Regions from separate parts of the Arabidopsis thaliana genome. Here region 1 is linked to region 2. Evidence: chromatin contacts called from public ChIA-PET data. All regions are on one chromosome and are shown on one strand. The core of a region is the stretch at or near the end of the contact, and the rest is flanking DNA. Distances in the headings are between cores, read along the strand shown. Region 1 holds the start of STP4 (sugar transporter 4). Region 2 holds the start of AT3G19800 (E3 ubiquitin-protein ligase, putative (DUF177)).

Region 1 (3,789 bases), core at 846-3,345, 59 kb before region 2:
AGAAGAATAGTCCGAATTTCATGTGACAAAGCATAGTGAGGAAGAGCTGAGCCACAAGGAATGTGAAGAACATGTTGACCGAAACGTTTATGGCTTGAGCTGCTGATCGGATCTCTAGTGGAGATATCTCACTAGGAACCAACCATCCCAACGGTCCCCATGACCAGGCGAAACCCGCTACATAGATGCAGATCAGTGCCACGATTAGATTGGCATCACTTTTCCCTATGTTTCCTGTTCCAGCCACTCCAAATTTGACTCCAATCATGGCTCCAATAGCGATCTGTAATACACACCGATATTTTGAGATATTGAGTGCCAATTAAGAAACGTATAGTAGGGTTAGGGTTAGGCGTTTGTGTTACCTGAGAGACAAGCATCTGGATACCTCCTTGGAGGAACAAGATTCTTCTTCCAAACCTATCCACTGTAAAAACAGAGACGAAGGTACACAAGAGCTCGATGATACCCGTTACCATAGCTGATAGGAGGGAAGCTTTGCTACCGAACCCGAGGGTTTGGAACAAAACCGGGGCGTAGAAGGTAATGACATTGATTCCGGTAAGTTGTTGAAAGAAAGGAATGAAGCAAGTCATGATCAATTGTGGTCTGTAACGAGGAAGCATGATGTTCTTCCATGGGTGTTTCACTTGCTTGGACTCCTCACTTGCATCAATGAGATCTTGAAACTCTTCATCGACTTCATTGGTTCCTCGGATGGACTGAAGCATTTCCTTGGCCTCTTCGGTGTAGCCACGTTCGATGAGAGAGTTGGGAGTGTCGGGAAGGATCAGAGCTCCGATCATGATCATCACTGCAGGGACACAAGCTAATCCGAGAGAGATTCTCCATCCGATGTTTCCTTTCATCTGTGCGGTGAAGTAATTGATGATCGTTGCAACCACAATACCAAAGATAATCGCTACTTGAAACCCGTTGTTGAAAGCTCCTCTTAGATTCGGAGGAGCCATTTCTGATAAATAAACCGGTACAGACTGAAACACAAAACAAAACCAGTTAACTAAGCCACCAGTGTTACTTCTTCATCAAGGAAAAAGACAGTTTTTAGAGCTTACTTGATTGGCGAATCCGACTCCGAAACCAAGTAGGATACGACCAATGAGAAGCATAGCGATGTTTTGGGCAAAGCCGTTGAAAGCAGAACCGATGAAGAAGGTGAAACCACCGAGAAACATCGACCATTTCCTTCCGAAAACTCTAGTAATGGTGGAGGCAAAGAGAGAAGACACCAAAGCCGCCACATAGAGAGACGAAGTGAAGAGAGTGAGAAGCTGACTATCAAATCGACAGTACTCGTTCTCATGTGCGCTCTTCATCTTCTTGTAGACGTAAGGGAAGAACTCTTCCAAGAATGGCTCCATTGAGGTTACCCCTCCTACAAGAATATAGAAACCCTAATTAGTCACCGGAAATTCCTAGATCAGATCAAAGAAGAACAAGACTTGAAGAAAAGAAAAAAACCTGAGATCCCGAGATCGTATCCGAAGATGAGACCACCAAAAGCACCGATGAAACATGTCACAAACACTTTCGGTGTCAGTTTGTAATTGTAGTTCCGAACACCCGGCGTTTGACTGACGAACCCTCCGGCCATTTCTTTGATTTGCTAAAAAACAAATGAAAGATTTGTTGACTTCTGTCTGTTTCAGACAAACAGAGCAGATCTTTTTTCTCTCAGGTAATTAGTAGATCTGGTTCTCGAATTCAGACAGAGAAATCAAATGTAAGAAGAAGAAAAAGAAGAAGAAGAAGAAGAAGAAGACAAGATTTGATATTGAAAATGAAGAAGAGTTTAGTTGAAATTTATAGGATTCGACAAAACCTCAAAAAAAGGAGAAATTAACTGTCGGCTGACTTCTGAAGTTTAGAAGAAAAGAACAGCTGTTGTTCTGGTTCTTCCACTTGCCTATTCCTCTAGATCGTTATCTTCTTCCCTTAATCTCGTGTCTTTTTTTAGTTTTCAGACCAAATAATTATTGTCTTTTTTGCTTAAAACGTAGAAAATTAGTATTTATGACGAGGAATCATTTAATTACTCTTTGGATAGTTTACCAAATTAACCAGATTATTGGACTGAAAATTAATTAATTAATACACTAATGAGTCGCATTTTGTAAGATGATAACTCTTTACTTTGCACTAGAACTACAATTTTGACTCAATTAAAGCTATTTTTGGTTTTATCTAGTCACTTTCGACAAGTGACAGTTATTTTAATTTGATGCTGTGGTACTTAAATGAGTAAACCACCCGCAAAACTCGGTCAATGGACAGCAAAGACCGCTACTAGTTTAATTTTAGTCTTGTAGATAAGATCTTTGATCTGATATTTTAAATTAGGTGTAAAATCTGTTTTTCAATTTTCAAACTTTTAAAAGTAGTATAGTTTAGTTATTACTTTTCCGTCTTTTGACACTAAAAAAAGTGGTATGAAATCTTCAATATCTATCCAAAATTTGAGGTCATATTGATACCTTAATAACCTTTTTACCCGTGAGCCTTTTCATTCACATGCATGGATCTATAATGAATGTAATGTTTTAACATTATCCATGGAATGGGGACAAAATTTAGTTTTTGATAAAAACTAGATTTCTTGATTTTATTAAGAGAGCATATTGTACGTCAAATTGACTATAAGATAACATTTCTGTGTCAGAGGATATTTCAAACAATGATAGTAAACAGTTGGGCTATTGATTACGATGGAAAGAAAAGTTGACTCACTACTTTTCTATATGTATAATTAATTATTTCGTAAACTATACGTAGCTCCATACTTTCATTCGTAGTCTTCCGTTGCTTTCTACTCCTTTCGTTTACATTGGAAAGTCAAAACTCGCGTTACATTATTTTCATGATGTTCCCATAAGGTTTCGTCATTATAGTGTCATATCGTTATCTTAACGACGTTATTCATGTAAGGCTATATTAATAACTACGTTATGCATTGCATACAAGGATATGTTTTATTCCCTATATAAATTGGTGTGATATATTATATATATAATCTTATGTTTGCTACATACAGTAATTAATGTGATTTGAATTAGTCACATTTTTGTTAGACTCATCAGATCTTGTCTCAGCACTGCATTCTCATTAGGATCAGCAACTTGACACTGAATTAATTAACCATCTTTTATGTTTGATATATTGCAGTACTAATTAATTAGTTAGTGCTAATTGTTTACATGCCGATGGAAATTGTAATGTTAATGCAAAATTTGTATAGCTAAAAGGCCTAGCTAGAACAAAACAATTAGGTGAATGTGTTTGAATCTGAGAATCTGAGAAATGCGTTATTTTGATGTAGTGATCTTCTGTAGTTTGATTGCTCTCGTTCCCTTTTTATAAATGTGAACCTTTGTCTTGTTAATTTCATGAAATTATTCAGACGAATGAAAAAGAACAAGACAATTAGGTGTTTCGTCGATCACATGCGTAAAGCCAACTTGACTTTTAGATATTTGTTTGTTTGTATTGCAGATTTTTAAATTATACGTTCACTGAAAACAAAATTCAGAGAAAACAAAAGTAAGAATAAAATGAAACAGGACAACAAAACTCAAAACATAAAGAGGAAGAACAAATTGAAAAACACAAGACAACCAAAAACTCGTACAGTGTACCATTACCATATGTAAGGTTTTGATAATAAATTAATAATTAGAAACCTTAGCCGAAAAAATACAATTAAGAAATAATGGGCATTGGTGCTATTTTCGAGACAGCAAACTCGTTTTTTTTTTTGACGCAAATGTGTAT
Region 2 (3,998 bases), core at 1,486-3,985:
CTTGCCACAGACTAAACAGTCGCGTCCAAGTTTTCTGAAACTCGAAACATGTACCTTAAGTTTATCTTCTCCCGCTGGCTATCCTAATTTTACCACCGGTATTAGGAAGCATATCAGTTACTTGTTCACTGAACCGATCAAGCTTCCTAGGCTAGCAAAGAGTCGGATATTAGTTAGTCAGGAGTCTTTTACAGAGACCAGCACAATAGATATGGATTGGGAAGATCAGGAGGAAATTGAGGATACTGGGTCACCTTGGGAAGGTTCGGTTATGTATAGGAGAAATGCTTCAGTTACACATGTTGAATATTGCACTACCTTAGAGAGGCTTGGGTTGGGAAGGTTGTCAACAGATGTCTCGAAGAAGAGAGCTTCTGCAATGGGACTTAGAGTGACAAAAGATGTCAAGGATTATCCAGATGGCACACCAGTTCAAGTTTCGGTTGATGTCATAAGGAAGAAGAAGAAGCTGAGACTTGATGGAATTGTCAGGACTGTTATCACACTCGGCTGCAACAGGTGCTTTCTTATGAACTCATCGAAGCTTTTTTACTTTATTGTGATTGCATCAACTTTGTTATTTAACGGGTTTTCTCTTATGTGTTTGAAGATGTGGTGAGTCAACAGGTGAGAGCATCTTCTCCAACTTCTCGCTATTACTAACCGAAGAGCCAGTTGAAGAACCCGATGTCATTGATCTAGGATTCACATTCGGTAATGACAAAGAAGAAGGCGAAGATGATGATGATAATGATGATTCATGGATAGATTGGGAGGATAAGCTTCATTTTCCACCTGAGGTGAAAGAAATAGATATCTCAAAGCATATAAGAGACTTGGTGCATTTAGAAATCACCATCACTGCGATATGCGATTCTGCATGTAAAGGAATGTGCTTGAAGTGTGGTGCGAATCTGAATAAGAGGAAATGTGATTGTGGCAGAGAAGAGAAGGATAAAGGATATGGACCTCTCGGAAATCTTAGAGAGCAAATGCAACAAAAAGAGGGACTAAGGAACTAAACTCAACTCAACGATAATTGTATGTATTTTCCTTTTTACATCTTCATCTTGTTGGTGTTACTGTCATAAAACTCAAAATCAGGTACAATAATGTTCAAATGTGAATCTTAAGTAGCTATAACGTTTTCATTATCTCATTCATATGATTTTTATTTAGAATCAATCATTACATATTCTTGTAAATGTGTTTTTTATTTTGTATATATTGGAATATGAACAGTATCAAAATCTTTTTAAGACTTTGAAGTACATTGAACAGAGAGATTCAAAGAATAAAAAGGTTTCTACTTCTTCTTAAGTTCAAGTAGTCTTGACCATCTCTTATCGACAGAAGCTGTATTTGTCTGACCAACGTCTGCAGAAGCAATTGAGAAAACGAAAACTCTTTAATCCTTTCGAATATTTTACTAACATGTCATGTGAAAATAGGAAAGAAACAAAACCAACAGAATGTTGCTTACAGTGCAGTGTTGGTTCCGATTTTTCGCAGGAATCCGAGCATATATCCTACAATCAAACAACAATATAAGTGAAACAATCAGACTTCACAACCAAGATTTATAAAGCCAAGAGATGGGCATAATCGATCTAAGGTTTTGGCCTTGTGGATTCCATGAAACTTGGTAATAGTTTAAACAGAGTCTTACTTTAGCATAAGTTGTGAGGCGGATAGTGTCTTGCACAAGGGAATCAAGGTTAGCTTCATATCCAGGTCTGACATATATCACCTGCCAACAGAGACTTTTATTCATTCCACTTGTTGAAATGCAAAAATATATATAGAGAGCTTATGATGTTCTAAGGGCTCTCACCGAAGGATCATCGCCGCCAATTTCTGGCAGTGTTGAAGCTCGATTTTCCCGGCTTGATGGCAAAATCCAGACGGTGAAACTTGTATCGATCTGGTCACAGATATTTCATCAAAACAGTTTCTTGCGAAAGGGTTTTTGAAGAAACCCCTTTAGAATGAAATAGTTACCAGTCGAGGATAAAGAGAAGAGCAAATGCTGCACTTTCTTGCGATAGAAGTCATGATTCTTCCATCTACTGAGAGGCCCATGCTCGCGTGCTAGACAAGTAACAACACTAAATGATTGATTAGGTAAGAGAGAAGACAGCTTCTAATATTCAATCACTGTCACAACAACATAGTGGTGGAGAAGATAGTTACCCTTTGGACAGAGAGGTCGACAGAGACACGGGAATTGGGAGGGCCATCTTCAACAAGGTCTTGGAGTTGAAGATCACGCAGAGAGACATCGTACTGAGTCTTCCAATTTCCATTCCATTTGCCTTCACTAGGAGATAAAGTGATCAGACGCTTCACTGTTTTTGAGCTCCCTCCTCCATTAATGGCTGCCTGTATCGGCTAAAACATTGGGTTTGGATCCAAAACGTGAGGACTCTTTACATATCCAAACCCAGAACCAAAAAAAAACACATGCAGTGCAAAAAGAAAAGTAGAGAAAGCAGAGAAGAAGTAACATACGGAAGAAGCTTGGTGTTTCTTGGAGAGGGAAGAAAAGGGAAGGTGATGAGTATTGCCGGAAACTTTAATCTTCGAGTTCAAAAGATTTGGAGAGATCAAACAACGTACATCCATGGATGATGATTCTTTAGAAAGGACTGTGAGGAAGAACCTGAGGTCTTAGAGACCATGCAAACCTTATCCGGTATACACTCCCCACAAGTCTTTTGGCGCTTCACGTGTCTTCTTCTCATACTTATATTATTAGTAAATTTACAAAAAAAGAAACAAAAGTCGTAAGTCATACTAAAAAAGTCAAACAAGTATGTAAGCTGAGATTATGACCAAAATACCCTTACCTTTATCTGGGAACCCACAAAAAGAGACCTGCGCAATTCTTAAAACCCTCGGACCCAGAAAAGCTTCTCTCCATCGCTTCTCTGAAAAGGTAATCTGATATATCTTCTTCTTCGTCTCCTTTTCCACATTTTGCTTCTCTGAGTTTTGATTTGAATTTTGAGTCCTTATTAGTAATTCGAACGAACATTAGATTCCATTCTAGTCACTCATCTACTCTTTTAGCGTTGATTGCTATACAACACAATCAGTTTCTGCTCAAATAGTTTAACATCTTCCCAATTCCTCGTTTCAGATTTCAACAACAAGAGGATGAATTGACAACCATTCCCGAAAAAAATCAGGTAATCGGCTTTTGAGATTTTCATTATGGAATTCTAGTCCCAGATTTTGTTTTTTCTGAATAATCCCCTTTGATTTTCCATGTTATGTTAGAGATATGTATGCTGTTGTAACATTGAATTGTTAAATTGGTAGATTCTCACTCAATATGGTTATTTCTCAAGAGGAAGCTGACAATGATCATGCAAGCGGATCGAAAGGATCAAGCGTTGGGGAAAACAGTTTGGATTCTATAGAGTCTGAAGAGCATGATGATGATATGTCTGATGCGAGCGGATCGGAAGAATCAAGCGATGAAGAAAACCTTGTGGATTCTCTAATGTCTGAAATGATTAATGAGTGGTATGATGAGATGTATGATGATTTAACAGACGGACTCGATGATATTCTTGCTGCTAGAATCCCTTCACTTAGCGCTCTACGAACCAGCAATAAGCAACCCTCAGATTCCAACAAGACTAGTATTGTGTTTGATTCAATGAAGGCACTCCATGATCTACCTGGTGTTAGGATGTGGTCGCCTTTATACCGTGCATCGTTGACTCATTTTCAGGCTGATGTTACTCATAGAGAGGCCTTCTTGGCATTTTCTGATCCTGAGGATAAGATTTGCTACTTAGAGAACAAGACTGGCAAAAAGAGAGATGAATGACTTTTGTTATGATTCTGACCTTTGCTTTTGCTTATTAAAATGTTTTCCTATTGAAGTAATCTGCAAGAGGAATGATCTCAAAAGAAGATATCTAATTCTGTGTTGTATTTGTTTAGAAGACATTTTCAAGTGTTATTCTTACAGTTTAAACATTTCT

Evidence for each region. ChIA-PET counts read pairs in DNA pulled down with a chosen protein or histone mark.
Region 1: a contact with region 2 is called in an H3K4me3 ChIA-PET map of shoot, with 10 read pairs. The contact joins the promoter of STP4 here to the promoter of AT3G19800 in region 2. A contact is called at or near these places in 1 of 26 Hi-C or Micro-C datasets (rosette leaf) and 1 of 2 datasets of contacts at active chromatin or transcription factors (shoot).

The regions. Positions count from the first base shown.
Region 1 is chr3:6,932,874-6,936,662 of TAIR10.1, reverse strand. STP4 (sugar transporter 4) reads right to left here and starts at 2,095. Exons shown (of 4, transcript NM_112883.5): 1 at 1,483-2,095; 2 at 1,077-1,396; 3 at 366-995; 4 at 1-283. The coding sequence starts at 1,615.
Region 2 is chr3:6,874,780-6,878,777 of TAIR10.1, reverse strand. It overlaps AT3G19800 (E3 ubiquitin-protein ligase, putative (DUF177)), which reads right to left and starts at 2,735. Exons shown (of 7, transcript NM_112870.5): 1 at 2,512-2,735; 2 at 2,194-2,391; 3 at 2,002-2,091; 4 at 1,835-1,924; 5 at 1,670-1,750; 6 at 1,484-1,529; 7 at 1,136-1,377. The coding sequence starts at 2,625. The coding sequence ends at 1,307. AT3G19780 reads right to left here. Exons shown (of 7, transcript NM_001203007.2): 7 at 3,928-3,998. AT3G19790 reads left to right here and starts at 2,867. Exons shown (of 3, transcript NM_112869.3): 1 at 2,867-2,938; 2 at 3,143-3,191; 3 at 3,325-3,998. The coding sequence starts at 3,338. The coding sequence ends at 3,841. It overlaps AT3G19810 (BTB/POZ domain protein, putative (DUF177)), which reads left to right. Exons shown (of 3, transcript NM_112871.4): 2 at 1-519; 3 at 611-1,203. The coding sequence ends at 1,022.